Linked DNA regions of Sus scrofa: region 1 is linked to region 2. The links are chromatin contacts, called in public Hi-C maps. All regions are on one chromosome and are shown on one strand. Each heading gives the region's core, a stretch centred on a gene start, on an enhancer-like site or on the middle of the called end of the contact. The rest is flanking DNA. Distances are from core to core; before and after follow the strand shown.

What was found. Hi-C and Micro-C count contacts between places; a contact is called where the count stands out from the background.
Region 1: a Hi-C map of liver shows a contact between it and region 2, with 5 times the contacts expected there. The contact joins two enhancer-like sites. A contact is called at or near these places in 2 of 5 promoter capture datasets (fetal liver and liver), 14 of 47 Hi-C or Micro-C datasets (alveolar macrophages, blood, embryonic fibroblasts and 5 more) and 2 of 2 datasets of contacts at active chromatin or transcription factors (alveolar macrophages and skeletal muscle).

Annotation. Positions count from the first base shown.
Region 1 is chr7:88,181,547-88,187,575 of Sscrofa11.1, forward strand. It overlaps AKAP13 (A-kinase anchor protein 13), which reads left to right. Exons shown (of 38, transcript XM_021099912.1): 19 at 5,412-5,479. Among named protein-coding and RNA genes, the nearest start is that of KLHL25, 110 kb to the right of the region's middle. Within about 2 kb of position 2,660, at least 7 of the 83 cell types and tissues checked have an H3K27ac peak or open chromatin away from gene starts, as enhancers often do.
Region 2 is chr7:88,115,572-88,121,629 of Sscrofa11.1, forward strand. The region is part of intron 8 of AKAP13 (A-kinase anchor protein 13); the gene reads left to right. Among named protein-coding and RNA genes, the nearest start is that of KLHL25, 170 kb to the right of the region's middle. Within about 2 kb of position 1,505, at least 9 of the 83 cell types and tissues checked have an H3K27ac peak or open chromatin away from gene starts, as enhancers often do.

The sequences.
Region 1 (6,029 bases), core at 1,410-3,909, 67 kb after region 2:
TTTTCAACAGAGGTTTTAACCTCATGGCTGATGTTAGTGGGGCCAAAGCTTCTAAATCGCCCATGCACACCACTAAAACTATTGCCATGAACTGAGTCCAGGACAGCTTGGTAACAAGTTGTGTGTTTTTCAGGTAGGTACTTGAGTATGTTAAGCAGACGTCCATGTAGACTATTTATCTCTAAGACTTGTGATCATGTCATAGAATATATTAAAATCTCAGCTGGGTTGTGTGGGTTTGGGGCCATGTGTCAGTTAACTGAAGAAGTGGATTTGTGTGAAAAGTTGTTTACCAGAAGTACATTTTAAATATTAGTTCTGCTTTTATGATTCATCAATTAGAGTTGTCTTTTAAATCTCAAACACTGGCCTGAGAACTTGAATACTGCTAGAGTCTGTTTAAAAGTGATGGCAACTTTCCCTCAGAAATTGCCATTGCTTAATTCTCTGTAGCATGGTGGAATGATGGGGAGGAAAGAAACAGGAAGAATGCAACTTGGAAACAAGTTCTGTCTATAGTTGGTCACTTTTGTAGATCAGAATTCGTGCAAGTTCTCTAGGAAATCCACATCCACACTGTGTTACCCATTGCTGTCTAAAATGTTGATTTTCCTTACAGCAAAGGAGAAAAATGCTCTTTTGTAACTGGAATATAAGACATAAAATCTAATTGAAAATTGTTTTAAATTTATCACAAATGTGATTAATCGATTAAGGATAAGGAAATCCAAAGAACTTTGAAGGAATTAGGATCTAGTTTTAAAAAGAACATACTAATACAAAGTAGTACATGGATAATATATAACCACCACTTAGGTACCCATTATTCAAAACAAAAAAATGACTAACATTTTGTCATATTGCTGTAGATTTTTTCAGTTTTGAAGAAATAAACCATTATAGTTAAGTTTGAATTCCCGTTTCCCTTTGTAATCCCTTCCTCTTCCTTCCTCCCCAAGAAAAACACTGTCATGCATTCAGTGTATATGTAGCCTGTGTTTTATAACTATCTCATATATAAACAGGTTATTTTAGTTTACATAAGTGGTACCATAGAGTATATCTCATTCTATAACTTACTTTATTCTCCTCAACGTCGTATTTGGGGGATTCAGGCAGGATATTGAAACAGATTCGTCCAGGTTACTGACTTCTCTTTTATAGTGTTTCATTTTAGGAATGTATCAAAACTGTTCCACTGCTAAGTCATTTGGGCTATTTTCCACTTTTGTGAGTTACAAACAGTACCACAGGGAACATCCTTATGTACTTGAATCACCAAGCTATATACCAAGAAATTACTAATTCTTGAAGTGAGAACATTTTCAGCTTCATCAAGGTGTTACCAAATTACTCTCCAAAGTGAAGGTGCCAGTTTCTAGATTCATCAGCAGATGATGAGAGCTGCTGTGCCACCATATCCTCTCCAGCACCTAGAACTGGCAGGCTTTTATTTTGGCCATTCTGGTTGGTATCAGTTTGCATTTCTCTAATTTCTAGGGTGGTTGAGCACCATATTGTGTGTTTTGTGAGTTGCCTGTTCATGGTCTTTGTACCACTTTTCTGTTGGGTTCTTATCTGTTTCTTACTGTTTAATGAAGAGTTTTAAACATTCCTGAGATAGTGTTATTGGGTGTGGTACTACGGTTAATTCCATTTCAAAATGTGTGGTTTTCTTTGTCCTTGATATGAGCTCATTAGTTTTCCTCATCTACTTATATTGCCTGTGTTTCAAAGAGTATTTTGTTTAAGTAAAATGGAGTGAAACCAGAGGTTCTCCTAAAGGTACCTAAGCAGGTTCTGAGAGAAGGTGATTAAAGGGGTGTATTTAAAGGGATTAAAGACAATGTATGTGAAAGACAGAGGGAAAAGAAGGGGAGGGAGAGTTCCTGTCATGGCCCAGCGGTTAATGAACCCAACTAGCATCCATGAGGATAAGGGTTCGATCCCTGGCCTTGCTCAGTGGGTTAAGGATCCAGCGTTGCTGTGAGCTGTGGTGTAGGTCACAGACGTAGCTCGGATCCTGCATTGCTGTGGCTGAGACATAGGCCAGTGGCTACAGCTCTGATTGGACCCCTAGCCTGGGAACCTTCATATGCCTCAAGTGCAGCCCTAAAAAAACCAAAAAGACCAAAAAAAGGGGGGGGGGGGAGGTGAGAAACCTGTGCATGAGAAAGAGGCGATGGATAAACAAGACTGATACGTGGTCCCAGGCATTAGTGTAGCAGGGGAGGGGAGGAGAGGCACGTATCCTTAGTAAGGATAGTGGTGCGATGGGGAAGCACATTCTCTCTTACTAGAAAATGAATACAGATGTGGCCTCAACGACTTTGTTATGCTTCTTGCTGTGGGTCCAGCAGCTTGGAACTGCCCTGTTCACCCCTCTCTATTCTTTAGACATTTAGTGACTATTATGGGCCTGAGGCTGGAAATAGAGATGTAAAGTTTAAAAAGACAAATTAGATTCCCTCCAGTAATTTTCTGTCCAGAGGAAGAGTGTGGCCATTTCAGTAGAGTATCGTGATGGAGGCAGGCATGGGATACCAGAAGTGCAGAGGTAGGGAGTCAGAGAAGACATCATAGAGCCGAGTCTGCCAGCCCAGTCAAGGAGGGCAGAGAGGGAAGGGCTCAGGTGCAGGCAGCGGCGTGTTCAGAGCTGGAGGTGTGACAGAACATGGCAAGGGGTTAGAAACATACGCAATACCTGACAGGCCACATGAAGCTAGTGAGAAGTTGGAGCTTGATACTAAAGATGAAGGGAAGCCATTAAAGAGTTTCTGGGAATGAAAGGCAAAAAAGTTGTAATACAAATCATTAAGGACAAATGCTTCAGCCTCCTTGACTCTTTCCGGAAGACTGTTGGTTAGTGTGGCTTAAAGTCTTTAGTCTCTAGTTCACTAGAGTCTAGACCCTGGAACATGAGTTCTGTTGCATTATGTGCGGAAGGGCATAAAGGCATTGAGTTTGGGGGTAGGTGGTGTGGTTTCAAGAGTCATGTGGGTTTCTGTTTGCAAATTGCAATTCTGCTTTTTTCCTCTTGAGCAGTTAAGACGATTTCTTTGTCAAATTTTATCCTTATTTCCAAGTAGCAGAGAACTAGACAAATTAATGAGGTCCAGTGGTTTCTGGTTCTTAAGAAAAATATCCTCAAAATGTTCCCCTTTGCTGATTAGAATGAGTCACTCCTCAAGGGTCTCTTTCTGCAAGGCTTCCTAGTGCCCAGAAAGGGATGTTGGTGAGAAACTCTGGCATTAACATTCAGTGATATATAACCTTTTCATAACTGCTGGCTTCTAGAATAGTTTCACGACTTATATGGAAACGGTCATGATCACAAACGGTGGAAATTACAAGGAGCCTAGCATCCATGTAACTCCCTTACCGTGTACTCCTGGAGAGGAAAACAGTGGGAGCAAGAATAGAGTTGTGACTGAGATAACACCTTCCAGGTTTTTTCCTCTTGAGATTCCCTGAATGAGCTTTTCCCAGGAGAGTCTCTCATGCTGCTATTGGTAAATGAACTTGGATGTCTCTTCTGATTGATTAATATCAGGAAAATGACCAGACAGTGATGTTGGCAAGAGAGGAACCCTGATATGCCCAGGAGTGGGAGTGAAAGACCAAGGCCCAGAATAGTTTCACTCCGCCCCACTTCCAGACAAAAGTGGAATTGCTCCTGATCGCCACTTTTATGGCAATAGCATTAGCCAGGATCCCTCCAGTTGGCCTATTGATTACTTAGTCCCTCTCTAACCATGCCCTGAAGGATGGTCTGTCCTAGTGATAATTTATATGACTAAGAAATTGAAAACTCTTCTGCAACATGAACCTTATAGAACAATCCAGTGGATTTACTTCAAAAAAGTATCTTTCTTCAGGAGATGAAGCATAAGGAAGGAGTCTTGTAGAATCACAGAGGAAGGGAGCCTGTGGAGAAATGTGGTCCTTGCTTTCATTTTATGGATGAGAGAACTGAGGCCTGTAGAGAAGGAACTTGCATAGAGTCACATTAACTAGTTAAGAGAGCCAGGACCTAAATCTCATTTATTGTGACAGCTGTTATTCTCGTTCTCCTTTAGTGTTAATAAGTTGGTATTTGATATACTGTAATCAAGGTTGTGTCAGGGTGCTTGTCTTTTGGATTAAATAGACATAAGATCTAAAACAGACATTTGAATAGGTGGCATGAGCCAGGCCCTGTGCTGGAGATGTCATTGAAGATTCAGCAGTAGGTAAAGGGACCCTACCCTGGAGGAGCACCCAGTGGAGGAGAAAACCGAAAGATGACCCAACCCATTGTAACTGGTGTGTTAGGAAAAGACCTGTGAACCAAGTAAGCATTGAGGAAGGAATGGGAAAAAAAGCTTTGGGGTCTAGGGTTCTGGCAGTCTCCATTCTAGTATCCTGTAGCCCATACCTCTGAGCCAGCAGAGCATTGTGGCTCATGATTAGTGGGTCGCCATAGGCAGGGCCTGTGGTGCTTCCTGAATCAACGTGTGAAGTGTTGTGTGGATGGTGTCTGTCCGATTTTCTCAGGGAGCCTTTCCCTGGAGGCGCTCTTTCATGGGGTGTCCCCACAGGCAGCTCTTTTATTTGTTTCTTCTTCACCTCTGGCCTCCTGACATAGTTGTTTTATGACATCATAGCAGCAGTATGAGCTGACCACAGCCCTTTGGAGGCACAGAGGGCTGGGCTTTTACATCAGTGGCCCTTGTGGACCAAGAAATGAGAAATAGAGTTGAGATAAAAATTGTGTCCTTGGTGTATTGTGGACTCTGCTTCATCTTTTGGGGAAATCTCTGCTTCATCTTTCAGGAAGTCTCCCACTTTCTCTTGACTCAGGGTTCCCAGAGGTGCTTTGGGGTAGTTCTGATGATATTTCTTCAGAGGCTCTTGACTCAGGGTGCTGAGTTGCAAAAAGCTCAGAGTAGTTAGGATCCCAAGTTGAACTACATAAACAGGCAGATTTTCATAATCATACTCTACTTTTGACAGAGTCATACAAATTTCACAACCCCTTTTAAGGTGGATGTTGTTATTGTGTATATATGTCAGTGCCCATATGTGTATGTATAAATACTTATCATTTGTGTATTATTTGTGCCTTAGACTTATCTACCGATGACAAACACTTTCACTTTTAGTTTTGGTAGCCTTTCAGCTTCCTGCCCAAGAAGTTCCAGATGTCTAGTTTTCATTAATCGGAAATCACATCTGCTCTGTTTCTCCTCCAAATGACATCTCATGCCTGCTTCCTGAAAGAGGCCTCAGACTGTAATTTCAGTTAGTCACATTCACACATGCAAGTGGCTTCACCTGGAAGTCCAAAGGTTGCTGTGGCGGGGGAAGATCAGACTCTGGGATCTGTTTGCTGGGTATTAATGTCACCATGGATTTTGCCCTCCTTTCAGATTGCAGTGCTTTTGTCCATAAAGGCTGTCGAGAAAGTCTCACCTCCTGTGCAAAGGTCAAAATGAAGGTAAGACATTTCTGGCTAAACCAATAAAATCCTCAGACCTGGGGTAACTCGAGGTTGTAGTTTTTGTTTAATTATTTGGTGCCATTTGAGACCAAAATAACCAAAAATGACTTTTCTTTTCTTGATGAACACATATGGGAATTTGCAGCTTTTGGAAGGTAAAATACTTTGAGAATTTCTCCACATTAATAATGTACACATTTCTCTGTGATGTTAATCTGTGTCACTGTTGAAGTGGCTTTCTTCTCAACCATGTCTGCACACCTGCTCTGTTATTAGGAGCCTGGCTTCCTCCTCGAGGACTGTGTGGGCAGCAGGTGGAAATTGGGGGGCTCTGGCAGGCTGGTGGTCTGGGGAGTGTCAAGGGTAAAGGAGCCTGTCAGGCACCACTTTACTCCGCAGGTTCCTGTGGATGGCTCTGATCACATGACAAGAGTGGGGAGTGTATGGTGTACGTGCTCTGAGTATGCAGGCCATGTGGTAACATGCACTGCATGTCAAGAGGCCCTTAAAGAGTGTGGGAGTAGGGGCAGATGGACATTTAGATGGC
Region 2 (6,058 bases), core at 255-2,754:
TATTTTAAATGAACAAAGTTTCCTCATACTTTTAAACTGTGAGATCTATAGTGCAGATTGTCATCAGGATCATGATTTGTCTGTCTATTGCTGAACCTTGACGCTATTTCTTGCATAAGGTGGGTACTCCCTAAAAGCTGACTGGCTAGCTGTGTAGATAAATCAGCAAGATAGCCATAGAAAGATTTCTTATACTAGATTTCCCCATCCTTTCCTGATGGGGAAGTCTTTGATTTACCTGAAATACTACTATTTTTCAGTATAGGTTTTACTTTTAAATGTTTGTGTATGAGTCGTAATTCCAAAGAAGGAACTGACTGGAACTTCATCATTGGCAGATTTCCTTAAGGTTTTTTTTGTGTCCTTAGAGACAGTGAGCCTTCTCAGCACATCATTGTTAATTAACTGTTAGTGATTGAAAACGCAGGCTCCTAGAAATAGACAAAGCCAAAACAAACAAATAAAAGACATTTCTTTCGATTATAGCATTTCATTGTTCAAAAAATTGGCACCCATGGTTCCATGTTTTAGTTATTTCATTATGATAATTTTCTAAATATTTTTGTCTAAATTAAACAGCAACTCTTATTTTCTAACAAATCTTCTCCAGAGATGTCAGATGCACTTTGTCAGACTTATTCAATTTAATGTTGCTATTAAAAATTGTTTAAATAATTGTTGGATTCTGAGACAAAGTTAAGAACAACAGGTACTTGTGGGAATGAGGAAAGAGCACTGGACCAAAAGTGAGGAAAACTGGGTCCTCACTCAGTCTCTAAATGTTGTGTTACCTTCTTTGAGTCTCATTGCCCCTCTCTTGCTCTCACTCTTTTTTTTTTTTTTTTCCTTTCTTCTTTCTTTTATAAATGGCTTTAGTAAAGGGAGGCAGAGTGACAATCCTAAAGGTTCTCCCAACTTTTAGCTCTCTGTGAAATCACTGAGGATAATGAACTCAGAGATAAATCTGTAAGCATCTACCATTACTCATTGAAGAGATCCATGGAATAAAAGATGAGGTCAGGTTCTTAGAATCTTACAGTCTTTTGAGCAGATAAAATTACCAGTATAATACAGTTCACACACAAATGTATTATCCCAAAATCTAGCCTCAGCGAGTGTGTGGCCTCTTCCCAAAAATGACAACATGCCTCTTCATGGATGGGAAAAAGGTCAAATCTAGGTGACAGTACTTTATAAATTTTAAAGCACCATGAACTTAGAAATATAATGGGATGCTTTACAGTTTTCATTCTGATCTCACTTGTCGTGTTAAAACTGACCTTTCCAAAGACACCATAAGCCTCCCAGTTGCCCAATTCAGTATCTTCTTTTTTTAAAATTCATCAGTTTTGACTTCTCAGCAGCAGCTGGCACTATGGACCTACCTTCTCGTTTTAGCCCTCTTCCTTAACTTCTGTGAAACTCTAATCTCTCAGGGTTCTGCTTCTCTGCAAGGATGTGGCAATCTCTGACTTCCTCACTCTGTGTTTTGTGCAATGCCTTGTATGAAGTGAAAGAGAATAGTTGTTGGTTGGTTACTCTGGCCCTGTGTGTCCGTGTGTAGCATCTGTGACCTGGGCAGGAATGTATAAAGTATTTAAAATATGGTTTGTCATTCCATGTTTGTCGCATTTCATTCTAATTCCCATTTCTGTTGGTCATAGCACACCTTGTCCAAGTCAGCACACATTTCAGTGTCTGCTGTGTAGAAAATGCTATGGAAAGCTTTGTTTACTTAATATTCCCGCTTCTTTCTCACATAAATTGTGAGTTCTTTGAGAATTCCATTCTTTTACTACTTCTGCTTTTAAGACTTGACATGATGTTTTGATACATAGAAGGTATTTAGTACATTTTTTAAATAAAAGAAGGAAGGAACAAATCTGGGAGTGTTCAGTATTATGTCTTCATAGACTCTCTCTTTCCTAGAAAGTAACCAATAGATTGAAAAATATTTCCTATTCTTTTTTTTTTTTTTTTTTTTGCTTTTTAGGGTCGCATCCACAGCATATGGAGGTTCCCAGGCTAGGGGGTCAAATTGGACCTACAGCTGCCGGCCTGCCCCACAACCACAGCAACGCAGGATCTGAGCCCCATCTGCAACCTACACCACAGCTCATGGCAACACCAGATCCTTAACCCATTGAGCGAGGCTAGGTATCGAACACGCAACTTCATGGTTCCTGGTCGGATTTGTTTCTGCTGCGCCATGACAGGAACTCCAGTATTTCCTATTTTCAAAAGAAATATATACTCACGTGAGATACTACTCATACCTGCTAGGATGGCTGTAATCAAACACAGATAAGAACAGTGACAAGGGTGTGAAGAAATTAGAATACTCATACATTGCTAGTGGGAACGTCAGTGTAGCCACCTTTGGAAAAGTCTGGCAGTTCCTCAAAATGTTAAACCTGAAGTTATGATACAGTGGTTCCACTCTTAGGTATATACCCAAGAGAAACAAAAATATGTCCAACAAAAACTTGTATGTGGATATTTGTAGCAGCATTGTTCGTAACAGCCAGAAAATGAAAAGAGCTCAAATGTCCATCAGCTGGAAAGTAAATAAATAAAATGTAGGTATATATCCATACAGTGGATTATTATTTGGCAGTAAAATGAAGAACTGGCATTTGTTGTGACACCAGTGAACATTGAAATCGTCTTACTAAGTGAAAGAAGCCGGTCCCCAAAGACCACATATTGTTTGATTCCATTTGTATGAAATTTCCAGAGTAGGCAAATCCATAGAGACAAAGTAGATTAATGATTGCCTAGAACTGGGAGGTGGAGGCTGTGGTGGGTCTGACCATTAAGGAATACAGAGTTTCTTTTTGATGCCCTAAAATGTTCTAAAATTAAGTAGTGGTGATGGTTACATAACTGTGTTAAGGTACTAAACCATTGACTCATACAGTTACATGGGTGAGTTTTAGAGTATATGAATTACCTTTCAGTAAAGATGTTAAAATGCAAAATTGCACATGCAGAATGCAGTGTGGTATCCTGGACTGGATCCTGGAACAGAAAAGAACATTAACGGGAAAATGAGTGAATTCCAAAGTCTGGAGTTGAATTCATAGTACGTAGTAGTCATAGTGTTGGGTTTCTTAGTGTTAACAAAAATGCATCTTGGTTATGTAAGATGTTAACGTTGGAGAAATTGATAAGGCCCTGTATATGAGAATTTTATGCTAGTCAAGTTTATAAAAATAAAAAAAAAAAATTTAAGAAACATAGGAGTTCTCTGGTGGCCCAGTGGTTAAGGCCTTGGCATTGTCACTGCTGTGGCTCAGGTTTGATCTCTGGCCCAGGAACTTCCGTATGCCACAGATGTGGCCAAAAAATATAAAAGTAACACATAATCATTAAGGAAAATTCAGAAAGCTACAGAAAAGTTAAAATGGATATTGGTTGTCCCTTTGTGATCATTCAGGCATAAACAGTCAATAAAAAATTGAATCAGATTAGGGCTTTTACCACATAGGTGCAGTCAGATTTAAACATAGATGCTGTGTTTAAATGTTTTAATACTGTTTAATATATACTAACTGTCAAAACTGTGATGGGTTTGAGATTTTTAATCCTTGCAAGCTACCAAGTTAGTCTAACAATTTCACAGCTGTTGGCTGAAGAAGTCACAGGACTCCTGGGTCAGAAACAGATTACTCATTGTTCAAAAAGCACATTGAGCATCAGCGTCTTACTGATTCTTCTTGCTTCCCTAGTCCCATGGGGGCAACATGGAGGGGCCCAACTAGATGCTGTGTCACAGCCAGGAAACCTAGCCTTTGTCCAGACTTAGGTATTGTCTTTATTATATTAGGCAGTAAACATATTTTCCCTTTACTTTAGAAAGAAACATATCTTGGAGTTCCCATCATGGCACAGCGGAAACAAATCCAACTAGGAACCATGTTGGGGGTTCAATCCCTGGCCTTGCTTAGTGGGTTCAGAATCTGGCGTTGCCGTGAGGTGTGGTGTAGGTCGCAGAGGTGGCTCGGATCCCGCGTTGCTGTGGCTCTGGCGTAGGCCGGTGGCTACAGCTCCAATTAGACCCCTAGCCTGGGAACCTCCATATGCCATGGGTTTGGCCCTAAAAGGACAAAGAAAGAAAGAAAGAAGGAAGGAAAGAAAAGAAAGAAAGAAACATCTCTGTCTTCCAAAGCTGTTTGATATATAGCTATTCTTGAAAAGATAGTCTAGAACAAAAGGACAGTCAATGTCGTTTGCTCACAAGACATGCTGAAATAGGGGAGACCCATGCAGAATTGTCTCCCATAACTAATATGTTCTCGTCATGGTTATTCAGAAATTAGTGTGTATTCAATTTTGATTTCACTCTTTCAGTCAGTATTATATATTATTTTAAATAAATATTTAGCTATTATTTATGTTACTTTGCAAAATGCAAAATGTGTGACTCACTTTGTGTAACATGCAAATGCCTAAAATGACATGAAAAGTATAGTCTGTTAGTCCCCCAAGTTATTGAAGGCAAAGAACGTTCAGTTCACTCATTGGCTGCGGAATAATATGTGGTATTGAAAGGTGATGAAAAACATTCTAAGATAAAGAATTTTAGCAAAGTTTCCTAAAATGTTGACTGGAGAATTGTTGAAGGTCACGGAATGGGAGAATGCGATGTCTTTGTAATTCAGAGCAGCTTAGCATTCTTTGCTGTTATTAAAGGATCTGCTTTTTTTTTTTCTGTTAACATTTAAATTTGTTGCCATATTAAAGGAGCAAAAGTACGTAAATTCTGGACTCTGGCTTTTCCTCTTAATAGAGAAACTTACCTTAGTGGAAGTGAAATTTGACTTATTTCAAACGGGATGCAGTTCACAGTAGGAAAGTCCTCCTCTAAATGAAAGGGTTTTTTTTAAGAGGGAAATTTGCTGTTTCAGTTCTTTGAAAGATGTGGATAGGGTTTGTTAAGGTTACTGAATTTGAGGTTACTTCCTTAAGCACACTCAAGTTACATTTTGAAAGGGGATATTTTCCATAATCCCAAGGAACCTGCTGAAGGTTCTTTTCCATTCAGTATCACTTTCAAATTTTTGGCATTATTTTGTTACACACCAGGAACTAAAACATTAACGGCTCCTCCTCGTTCCTGCCTCCTCCCCTTCTTAATGTAAAAAAGATGAAATTAACAAATGATTTGGTGTTTTTGTTTCATGTGGTTCTAGGTTGGCACATTTTGTTACACACCAGGAACTAAAACATAAATGATTTGGTGTTTTTGTTTCATGTGGTTCTAGGTTTGGCATTATTTTGTTACACACCAGGAACTAAAACATTAACGGCTCCTCCTCGTTCCTGCCTCCTCCCCTTCTTAGTGTAAAAAAGATGAAATTAACAAATGATTTGGTGTTTTTGTTTCATGTGGTTCTAGGTTGGCATGGTTACTTGCAAGAAGTTTAATTCCTTTTGTTTCTTCTTTTTCAAACAGTTGTAATTTGAAAGAATGCCCCATAGCGCTCTACCTGGTATCCCTTAGCATATTCAGTAAACTTGGTCTTTCTCATATATATAGTTTAGTATCTTCTTACCAAAGGTCGGAAATTTACTAGTCGGTACATACTGTATGCTAGAGACCGTTAAATAAAATCATCTTTTGAGCATTACAAATATTCAACTACTTGATAATTTGTTTAGATAACTCCTTATATTGTTTGGACTTAGCGCTGAGTATTTCAGTGCTAGGGAAACTAAAGTGTTATAATATTAAGGTGTTGGGGAGTTCCCTGATGAAGTTAGGACTTGGCGCTTTCACCACTGCAGACTGAGTTCAATCCCTGGTCTGGGAACTGAGATCCCATATCAAGCTGTGGCCAAAAAAACCCCCAAACATTATGGTTTTAGGAGTTGTGAAAACGAAAACATTTATTATACTTGGGGGATATATTTTTCAATTTTATTGATATAATTTATATACACTAAAACTCAGCATTTTAAATTTTTAATTCAGCTTTAAGTTCACTGCTTGATAAGTTTTGACAGATGTTTGAATTGTGCACTTACTGCCACAGTCATAATAGGAACATTTCCA